Regions from separate parts of the Pan troglodytes genome. Here region 1 is linked to region 2. Evidence: chromatin contacts called from public Hi-C data. All regions are on one chromosome and are shown on one strand. Each heading gives the region's core, a stretch centred on a gene start, on an enhancer-like site or on the middle of the called end of the contact. The rest is flanking DNA. Distances are from core to core; before and after follow the strand shown. Region 1 overlaps BCOR (BCL6 corepressor). Region 2 holds the start of LOC107972755 (actin nucleation-promoting factor WAS).

Region 1 (4,748 bases), core at 2,029-4,528, 48 kb after region 2:
AACCCACTAAGGATGGCACGTCCCCCCTGGACCCACCAGGTACTCCAAACCAAGAGGAAAAGCATCCTTGTGGCATGTGAGTGGATTAGGCCCAAGGCGCAGGTGAGCTCTGCTGCAGAAGGAACCTACACACCAAGTCCCAAATGCCCAAGTGCTGACAGGGATTGGGGCAAGCAGGAGGGAGGGGGGATCTTTCTGCCTCCCGTCACCTCACCCTTCTGTAATGTTTTCCTGGAATGAACAGAAGTCGCCAGCAGAGTTGTTCCTGGAGCCCCTCCCTCCGGGACTGTCACTACCTCCTGGTGTAAGACAGGGAGGACCATGGCTTTCTGCCGGGAGGATCCTCTGGCTAGTACCCGAGCCTTGGATTCTGGCACGAAGCCTCACAGTTCCGATAAGGCTTTACCTCCCTTCCCACGTCTCGAAGAAAAACACCCCCTGGAACTGCTGGGGTGAACTCGGAGCCTGAGGCCAGGGTCAGCGGGGGGACGCCTCCCCACCACCACCAAGTTGCCGGCAGAGATAACAGCTGTGGAAGGGGGAGGGGAGCGACAGGCAGCCACGACTGAACGGTTGCGATCTAGAAAATTCAACAAGAGGCCGCAGCGGTGGCGGCGGCGGCGGCTCCAATTAGCTGAGCCAACTGGGGAGGCAGAGAGCGAGACGGCGGCCCCGCCGATCGTGCCCCGGGCGAGCAGGCAGGTGGGGGCGCGGGGCCTCGAGCTGCCCCGGCGGCCCTCGCTCGGCCCCTCCCGTGGGTTCTCGGAGCGCGCCTGGTGTTTACACACTGTCCTTTCGACGTGAGATCAAGTTTCAGGCCGCGCTGGAGGCGCCAGGGGCCGGCCACAGGCCCAGGAGAGGGGAAGAGGTGGAGCGGGATCTAAGGCAGCGCTGCGCCGACGAGAAGGCCTTGGCGCTCGTGGGCACAGCTAGTGCAGCGGTCCCCACGGGGTGGGGTGGAGAGAAGTTCACTGGGCAGGGTGGGTAGGGGTTGCTGGGGTTGCAGGGGGGTATCCGGAGAGAGAAACACCTCCAAGTCACTAGAGTATTTGTCTTTCGCTCACTCGGGCCGGGGAATTTAGTCCTGCAAGGGGACAGGCGGCGGCGGGGGTATGCTCAGAACCCAGGCGCTTCGACAGCCCTGAGCGCCCCTTGTGCGCTCTTCACCCCTCCCCACCCCGTCCCTTTGATATACTACCGGATCTAGGCCATTGTTACGGGGAGGGGTATGTGGGCCGAAGGAACTCGGGGTTGGAGACCTGGAGCTTCCCAGCGCGCCCTGGCCCTGGCGCTGCGGAGGCCTCGGGTGGAGTGCCGGAGGGCTCGCCGCTGCGCATCTCCTCTGAGCTGGCAGCCAGCGGGTGCCCCACGCTGTCAAGCGGCGGCGGGTGAGCTTCCAGCAGCACAGGCACACTGTAAACAGCCGCGTGCACGCCCTCCCCGCCCGGGCTGGGAACCTCACCCAAACACCACGCCGCTTTCTCTCCGGCTACCGGGCGAGGCTTTTGTAGCCAAGCCTAGGGGAAGGGGGTCCCCACCCCACCCCCAGGCCACCCGGGCCCCGGAGCCAGCGTTCTGAATCTGCAGGAGTGCGGGGTGCTGCGGGGAGGGGAGGGAGTCAGCGCCTGCCCCCTCCTCACTGAATGTCTGCTTTGTTCCGGAAAACAAGGGAAGCATTAGGCGGCTGCCCCCGGGGAAACACAAAACTTCTTTTTGAATCTCGGGAAGGGCGGTTGACTGCATTAAGGAGCTCCCGAGACAGAATGAGGAAGGGAAAAGCCGAGAGGGCGGGAGGAGACAGGGAGACTTCCGAGGGAGGCCGATGGTCAAAGTGGGGGGTGAAACCGCTCAGGGTGACCGGGCTGGAGACCCAGGAACCCGACTCGGCGCGAAGGTGCCGCGCGAGTTCCAGCGAGCAGCCTGCCCGGCCAAGTGGCGCCTGCCCAGCCGTCGGCCGTGCCAGCTTCCTGCCCTGCCCAGGACCGCGGAGCAGTCGGGGACGCCGCCGCAGGCTGGCCCGGAATCGCAGGACAGCGGGGGGGGAGGGGGTAGCCAGGCCGCAAGTAAACTCGCACTAGAGCTTTCTGCACACCTCCGCCCTAGAGAGGGGGCCCGGACCCCCGGTCTGTGAGGCGTCGGCTTTGGCCTTCCAACCTGGGGGTGCGCGAGGAAGCAAAGACCCAGGGGGCACCCCCACCCTCGCCCGAGGGTAGGGGACAGCTGAAATGTCTTTGGTCTTGTTTGATGACCGCTTGGCGGATCTGCTCCCATCCGGGTTCTGCCGTTCCGAGGGTGCCGGGTCAGTGATACCCAGGCCGGTCTGAGCAGGCATGTGGATGAGCAAAAGCAAATCTGTCGCTCCTCCGACCGCCACCCCTCACTTAACCTTTCCTGCATCCAAGGAAGGGGAGGGCACCCAGACTCTGCCCCACCCCCCGCGGGGCGCTCCCTCTGCCTCGGAAGCTGAGACTAAGAGCGAGGGTTTTCCCCCTTTCCCCTGGGCTCGCTGGGTTTCTAACTTCCTCTAAACCTCCCTCCTCGCTCCGAAAAGCCCCGAGGAGAGGAGCTGAGAGGAAGCACGCCGCTAGTGTGCAAAATGAAGACCATGTGTGAGGCCGGCGGCATCAGAGTGCAGCTGCGGGGGTTAGGGGGTGGCAAAGGCCCCCGCGCGGCCGGAAGCTCGGGGCCGCAGCAGCCAGTGCCTCTGCTCTGCGTTGGGGACTCGGAGCCGCAGCGAGAGGCAGTGGAGAGGCAGGGCTGGCCTCGTGGCGGGAGGCGAGGAGGGGGTGCGAGGGCTGCCGCGCCGTGGGGGGCAGGGGGCGGCGACGCAGCCCCGGCTTCCTGGGCCGCAGCTGCGACCGAGGGCGCAAGAGCAGATCGTGCTCTGCGGCGGTGGCGGCTCGGGCCCGCCGCTCTAGCAGCTGAGAATCAACAAAGGGAGGCGGCGGGGGAGGGGCGCCACCGAGCGTTCGCGGGCTGCTCTGGAATAATAAAAAATAATTAATAATGATAATAAGAGAAAAATCCCCCGGCTTTCATGGCTCTGGGTTTCCGTGTGGCTGCAGCGGGAAGCGCGCTGTCCTTGAGGCGGCCTCTCTCGCCTGGCCTGCCCGCCCCTCCCCCTCCTCGCCCCCTCCCCTCCCCAGGAACCGGGAAGAGAAAGGTCTGCAGCTGACAAATATTATCCATTCTCCCCATCGATCGCGGAGTGTACAGATGTGAGCGCTTGATGTGCCCGCGGAGCGGCGGATCCTCCCTGCTCGCTCGCTCTCGCCCAGGCTCCGCTCGCCGTCCCCCTCCTCCCCCTTTGTTCTCCTCCCCTTTCCCTCTCTTTAAATAGATTTCAGGGCGCTGCCTGTTGGAGAGCAGCTGGCGATCTCTCCCGAGAGAGGGAGCGAGCGAAGCCCGAGGTGCCCTGTCACCAGCCTCCCCTCCCCCACCTCGGCTTTTCGCTACGTCCCCCCTACCCCACCTTTCTCCAGTTTCCAAAATAGAAAACACCGGGAACACCCACGTCCACTGCACCGCGAGCCCCTGGGAGCCTTTGGACCCCTCGTGCTGTTCCTTGTGTCTGTGTCTGTGCAGAGGAAGGGGAGTGCAGGGAGGGGACCCAGGGCCGCGGCAGAAGAGCCAAGGGTCCGGATCTTTCCCTGGCAGCAGCAGGGACGCAGCGTGGGTCACGCTAAGAGGGTACAGTTTACCCATTAGGGAAAGTCGGCGGAGACGGCCCTGTTATTCCTCTTTTGCAGATGGCAGATTAATCCGGCAGCGCCCGGCCTCAAAGGGACCGGCTGCTCGGCAAAGGGTTAACCCGTCGGCCGGTAATCGTGGACACGCGCGCACACACACACACGCACGCGCGCGCGCGTCCTCTCCGCCTGCCCGAGCGCCCGCCGCGGCCCGCAGTGCGCCCGGGGCTGGGGGAGTAGCTGCGGGAGGGGAGGGGGTCGGGGGAGGGGCGGGGCGGGCTTAACCAGGCCGCTCGACTGAGCCGGGGCCACCTCGCCGTCTGTCACTTAAATGATTGTCCTCCGCTCCGCTCAGTGCGGTCAGTACGGGCTGTTAACAGGCAGTTGCAATCAGTTTCCGAAAGGTCAGCCAAGGTCCTCCGGCTCTCGCAGACGGAAGGCATTACGAAACCGCTTTTGTATCTGCAGGCACTTTAGAAAAAGAGGCGAGAAGGGGCGCACCGCAGTGCCGCGGCTGCTGCGACCGGGGGAGAGGGTCGGGGGCTGCGGAGCAGAGGAGTCCGCACCCCCGCGGCCAGGGTCAGGCGGCGTGGATATCACCCGCGGAGTGACCCAGGGCCTCCGGGTTTCGGTGGGGAAGCAGGAAGGGGGTGGGGAGCAGGCGGCAAGGGAAGGAGGAGTGGGAGGAAGTGGGAGAGGCGTCCTGGCTCCTCTCCTCACCCAGCCAACAGCCCACACCCGGACCCAGACAGGAGCGGGCGGCCTTGGACGCGAGGAGACCCCACTCGGACTCCCAGGCCCTCCTGGCGCCTGGAAGTAGGGAGGGGGTGTGGGGGGGGAAAGACCCTCGCCGAGCGAGCGAGTCCCAGCGCGGTGTCTGAAGACGCTGCTGCCGCCGCCGCTAGAAGTCGTCCATCAGCAACCAGTCCAACCTGCCAGTGATAATGTGCGATCAACACCAAATCACCCCCGCCAGGCGCGATCCATCATCGCAGCGCGCCGCGGGCCCGCGTGAGGCTGACTCGCGGCTGGGGTGGGGAGGGGGGGCGCGCGGAGCAG
Region 2 (5,465 bases), core at 2,878-5,377:
CAGGGTGGTTGGGTGTCGACCAAATGGGCATAATACAGGAGGCTTCTGGGAGGCTGGCCGCCTCTTGCGCTCGGCAAGGGCTTAAGAGCCCTCGACGCCGCCGCGCTGGGCCGGGTGCTCCTGCAGATAAACCCGGACGCCACGTCCCGCCTCGGCTGCTTATTTAGCAAGGCGCCTTCTGCGCATATTTTACCCGGCTGGGGGCAGTGAGTGGGAACCGCCGGGAGAGGGGGCGGGGAACCACCAACTACTCGCCTTCGGACCCAGTGTGCCGGCCTCCGGCCCCAGCCATTTTGTATCCAGCTTCCCTCCTCCACTCCCACCGGGTCCCTGCGAAGACGCACCACCCCGAACCCCTTCGCGGTACCACTCCCGAACTGGAGGGGTAGAGAAGTCTCTGCCAGCCCCTCGCCTGCAGCAGGAAGGTGGGTACGGACCAGCAGAAGGGAAAGCGGTGCTGATCTGTCTCTAAATACCTCTGCCCTCCCGCCCCCAACAAAGTCGGTCACAGAGGTGAGTGGCGCGGGATGGTTGCCTCGAGAAGGTCGCAGCCAGGAGCAAAGCTTTGGGGCTCACAACGGACTGGGGATTCCAAACGGTGTAATCTTCGGCACATTTCACCCGCTCCCATTCCACCTTCCGAACCACTCTGCTCTCGGTGCTCATCCTCCTCTCCATACCTGCGTTTCCTGCGCGTTAGCAGCCGCGCAGCCCCCGGCCCTGAGTGCGGGGGGTGGGGTGGGGGGGCTCAGGGTGGTTTGTGTGGTGCGGCCTGACAGAACCTTCTGTGTGCGGCGGAGGGAGGAGGCTAATGCATAATGCACAGCGCCTGGAAGCCCGGCCATTAGCGGCCTGTCGGTGACACAGACAAACGACTGAGAGGGAGGAGATCCAGCTCGCTCTGGAGTTTAAATAGACCAGCGTGGAGGGGAAATGCCATGATTTAAAAGTGTGTGTTTGCAGACACTCGCATATATTTTAATGATTTCCAGCAGGCTATGTGTCCTAGCCTTGCATCCCCCCCTCCCCAAAAGGAGGATGTGTCTAGAAGAGGGAGGATGAAGGCAGAGTGAGAGGCCTCAACCCAGACCCACCAGCAGCTTTTGAGAGATGAAGGAGGGGAGAAGTTCAGAAAGCGAGGCCTGGGGAAGCCACACGACCCAAGGCCAAGCCCAGATTTTGTTCTTAAAATAATAATTAAAAAAAAGAACCACCCAGCCTTCCACCCTGGACTACACCCTGTGTTGTACCAGAAAGGCCTGGGGGAAAGAATAAATTCTGCCACCCTTGCTTCCCCCGGGAGCCCACATTTTTGAATCTTCCTTTTCCACTGACACTCCAGAGACCTCCTTCCTCCCGGTTTAACACACTAGTGTTTTTTAGCAATTAAGGCGAGAAGGGGGTGGGGATAAAGATAAGCCAATTTTTTTTTCCGCCATGCAAGTGTGAGAGATAAGATAACGCTAAGCTGGGGCAAAGCGGCTGCTTACAACCTCCCCTTAGCGATTTTGATCGGTCACTTCTTATCTCGCAAAAATGCTCTTTTCGAAAACTGGATCAAAAAAGAAAAAGAGAAAAAGAAAAGAAAGAAAGAAAGATTTTCATTTGGAAGTGACATTTAAAACCCACCTCCCCTCCACTGACAACCCACCCCCCATTGGCGGGGCTCCCCAGGAAAAGTCGCACCTCGACTGCAGGATTTCAGGCTTTCTCGCGGGGGGCAGGATTACTAGTGCAATTAGGTTGAATAAAACCAGGGATGCGTGATGAGGATTTATCCTGTATCCAACCCAAGCTCGCGGCTGGGTTTTCCTTCTCTTAGTTACTGGTCGATGTTTGTGTTTCGCCATCGCACTCAGTGCCTTCAAACTAAACAGGTAGTTATACTTGGGAGGGTCATATAACTATGTCAACATGAAGTGGTTGTTAATGCGAAATAAGAAGAAACTCTTCTGATATTTATAGGCCCCTATAAAGGGAGAGAAAGGAAATCACACTCCCTAGAACCCGAAAGCTCCCAGCCGAACCGGACCCTCGGGGAGTTTTAGAAATCCTTCTTTCCTCACAGGAATTTCGCGAAGGGGTTTCCGGAAGACTTTGTCGAAGAAGGTTTTGGTATCAGACTCCACGACCTCAGAGCGCCCTGCAAATTCCCCCCGGCCCAGTGGCTAGCCCCAGAATGCAAACCTCAAGGCGGGCGCCCCAGACCAAGCTGACCTAGCCTCTGCCCACCCCCAGCCCACAACCCCGAGGCTCCCACCCCCTGCCCCCGACCGGGTCGGCACCGTGGCGTCCGGCACATGCCAAGTCTACCGTCTCCAGGCCAGGCTGCAAGATCCAAAGGTTGGGGCCTGCCGCGGCCGGATTGTCCCTGGGGAGCCGAAACCGCCCAGCGGGGAAACCCCTCCTCTCGCCCTTCCCCGAAAAGCTTGGCCGCGGTCTAAGCTCCGAGCAAGCGGGCATCCGCTGACAGCCGGGCCTCACGTAAGGCCCACACGCGTCCCATTAGTCAGCCCGAGTTCCCCTCGGGCGAGCCGCCTGGCGCGGCCCCAAGGCCGGGCTCAGGCGGGGAGGGGGTGCGGGGCCGCAGCGAGCTGGGGGCGGAGGTGCGGGCTCCGCGGGGCCCGGCCAGGCTCGGTTCCGCGTTCCTGGGCCCGCGGGTAAGCTGAGTCGGCGGGGCAGGCCGCTCCCTGGCTGGCGCCGGGGCGCCGAGCTGCGCTTCACGTGCCCGCCATATCAGCAGCAGCGGCGGCGGCGGCGAGGAGGGGGGGCTGGGAGGCGCGCGGCCGTTCCCGCGGGGTCTGCGGACCCCGCCTCCCCGCCCCTCCCCGTGGGGGCTGGGCCGAGACCACCCTGCGGCCCCCATCCCAGCGCAAGCCGAAAGCGGCGCTGCCAGACGCAGAGAGGCTCCTGGGGCGCCGTTCCGAGAGCCGCGCGGCGGCAGCAGCCAGGGGAGGGTGCTCCTCGCGGCCGCCCCGCCGCCGCCGCCGCAGTCACGGGGACCGGAAGCCCTCGCGCCGCCCCGAGCGGCCTCCGCTGGCCCCAGGGCTGTTCCAGACGAGGGCTGGCCGCGCGTCACCCCTGATCCCTCCTCGCCCCAGGCGACCACCCGGGCCCTGCGGTATCCCGGTGTAAGCCGGGAGGACCCTTCCTGCGGTCCGATGAGATGTCCCTGTCCCTCTGCTACCACCATAAGCACGCCCCCCCGCACCGCTCGCAGCTCCGCAGCTGGGACGGGAGGGGCGCGGAGCCGCCACTCCGGCCGGGCAGGAACACCTGCTCCCAGGCCCTGCAGCTGGGCGCGTGCTGCTGTGAGAGGCTGCCTACTGTTGTGTGCAGAGATCGCGGAGAAGAAAATAGGGCTCCGAAGCTCAGGGCCAGGAGCAGCCAAGCCTCGGCCACCCCCATCTCCCACCCACTGCAGGCGACAGAGCGCGAAGCCAGAGGGCCTGCTGGGGGCCTGGGTCTCTTTTCGAAGGTCGAAGGGCCGCCACCCCTGGGATCCGGCTTCTGGCCTGAAGAGGTCGTTCATAAAACAGATGGGGCAAAACCTGTTTTGGGAGCCTTCCCTGTGTCCGCCCCCGCTCTCCAAACCAGACACACTCATCTCCCCCTCAGCCCTACTCTAGCCTCCGGCGGGGGACAGGAGTAGGTCATGGCGGCACCGGTACTCCACCCGCCCCGCTCCACGTAGGGACGTAGGGTCGGCTGCGGGGCTCGGACTTTGCCACTCCACCTAGGGAAGGGCCAATGGACGCTCCCCGTCTCCTCCGTGTCCGAAGGAGATCGGGCGGCGGAGCTGACCTGCAAGGCTTGCCCTGCCTCACCCACCCCCCACCTCCGTCCCACCCTCCCCGACTCTCCTGGCCCAGGGCCCGGCCGGGGAAGGCGTTGTTTTGCCAGCGGGAGCCGAGCGAGTGCACAGAGAAAAGCCTCCCTGCTCTAATGAGAGTGCACACAGCGCTGCAGCGAGGAGGATGATTACCCTGCGGGCGGGGGGGCGCGGGCTCGGGCCGCGGGCGGCGTGTGCGGCGGCCCCGCGGGCCCGGAGTCCCCTCCTGTCTGGCTGCTAATCGCACGCTTTCTGCTGTTACGGAGGCAGGCGGGAGCCGGCGGCCGAGCCCAGCGCCGGCGACTCGGCGGGTGACACGGAAACATGGCGCAGCGCCCCTCCCCCGCCCGCGCTCCCGCCTCCCGCCCTCCCCGCGCTCCCGCCTCCCGCCCTCCCCGCGCTCCCGCCTCCCGCCTCGCACTTCCTCCCGCCCGCGCGGCTTTTGCAGTTCTAATGCTCTGCTTTCGGCCTGGCACCATTACGCTAGCAGCCGCTTCTCCGCGGCCCCGCGCGTCTCTTTCCCCTTTGTTTTCGGGGTCTATAGAAAACGTTTGCTTTTGTCCCGAGCTCTCGTTAAACCAAACTTGTGGTGGCAACGGAAGGCGGTGCAGGCGGGGAGGGGTCCGGGGATTTTGGCAGCAGCCGGCCAGAGCGTGGTGGAAACTTCTCTCGCTGGGTTCTCCGCTCCCTCCCACTCCCCCTCCCCAACACAGAGCCGCCGGCCTCCCGACGCTTCTCCCTTCGCCCCCGAGAGGCCCCAGTGCTCCAGGAAGGTCTGGGCCACAGAGACTGTGACCAGGGGTGAAGAACCCAGAGTGCGTGTCTGTGAGCCCCGAGGTTTTGGCACTCGATGACCTCGCTCCCTGCAGCCCCGACTTACCTCTTTCCCTTTGGTCATTCGGGGCTTTGTATCAGTCGGTGAAGAAGGAAGGGGAGGGAAGAGAAAGTGTTTCTTTCGTGCGTGTGGTTTTTATTTTTAGGATTTGTTGGAATCTGTCACCCCCAACTGCACAGCCCCCTCCCGTATAGGATCTAGGGCGAAAGCGGGGAAACGTCGGCTTTAGAGGGAAAGGGTCGGGTCAGAAACCTAGCCCTGGAGGCTGGATCGTACTCTCCTGGCGGGCTCAGCCACACTTGGTCGGCACGCGGGGCGGGGCGACCCAGCAGAGTGGGGGACGCAAGGGCCAGGTCCCTCGGTCCAGGAGACGCCAAACGTTCCAACCTTGGAGCGAGAGAGCAGGAACCCCCGCCCCCACCCAAGCGCGCGCGCTCCCTAGCTCGACGCGCAAGCCGTGGCTCTCCGCGCCAGAGCTGCTCAGGCGGCAATTTTTTAAGCCTGCAATTAAGCGAGGCGTCGCCGTGTCCTCTGCTAGTGTCGGTCCTGTCAGTCGCACATGGCCTTGGTGCTCCGGTCCGAGGCCCCGCGATTAGTCACAGGCTCGCTTCGCTCCTTCCCTAATCCGCCTCTGCAGGCAGCCTGGGGACGCGGCCGACTTGGCGGCGCTGGCAGGGAGCCACTGCCCGCGGGGCGGGCCGCCTGACCAGTGCCAGCCCCGCTGCGCCCGAGCCGGCGTGGGCCCTGGGGTGCGGGTTTGGCGCCCCTCCCCTCTCACAGCCCCCTGGCTGGGGTGGC

The links. Hi-C and Micro-C count contacts between places; a contact is called where the count stands out from the background.
Region 1: a contact with region 2 is called in a Hi-C map of stem cell-derived neural progenitor cells, with 5 times the contacts expected there. The contact joins the enhancer-like site here to the promoter of LOC107972755 in region 2. A contact is called at or near these places in 4 of 7 Hi-C or Micro-C datasets (blood, induced pluripotent stem cells and stem cell-derived neural progenitor cells), 1 of 1 datasets of contacts at active chromatin or transcription factors (stem cell-derived excitatory neurons) and 1 of 1 other capture datasets (stem cell-derived neural stem cells).

What each region holds. Positions count from the first base shown.
Region 1 is chrX:40,577,278-40,582,025 of NHGRI_mPanTro3-v2.0_pri, forward strand. All of the region lies in intron 1 of BCOR (BCL6 corepressor), which reads right to left. Among named protein-coding and RNA genes, the nearest start is that of BCOR, 24 kb to the right of the region's middle. Within about 2 kb of position 3,279, at least 12 of the 24 cell types and tissues checked have an H3K27ac peak or open chromatin away from gene starts, as enhancers often do. A contact at or near this core is called in stem cell-derived excitatory neurons, stem cell-derived neural progenitor cells and stem cell-derived neural stem cells, where this site is marked.
Region 2 is chrX:40,528,582-40,534,046 of NHGRI_mPanTro3-v2.0_pri, forward strand. It overlaps LOC107972755 (actin nucleation-promoting factor WAS), which reads right to left and starts at 4,128. Exons shown (of 1, transcript XM_016947537.4): 1 at 1-4,128. The coding sequence starts at 3,607. The coding sequence ends at 2,510. All of the region lies in intron 1 of BCOR (BCL6 corepressor), which reads right to left.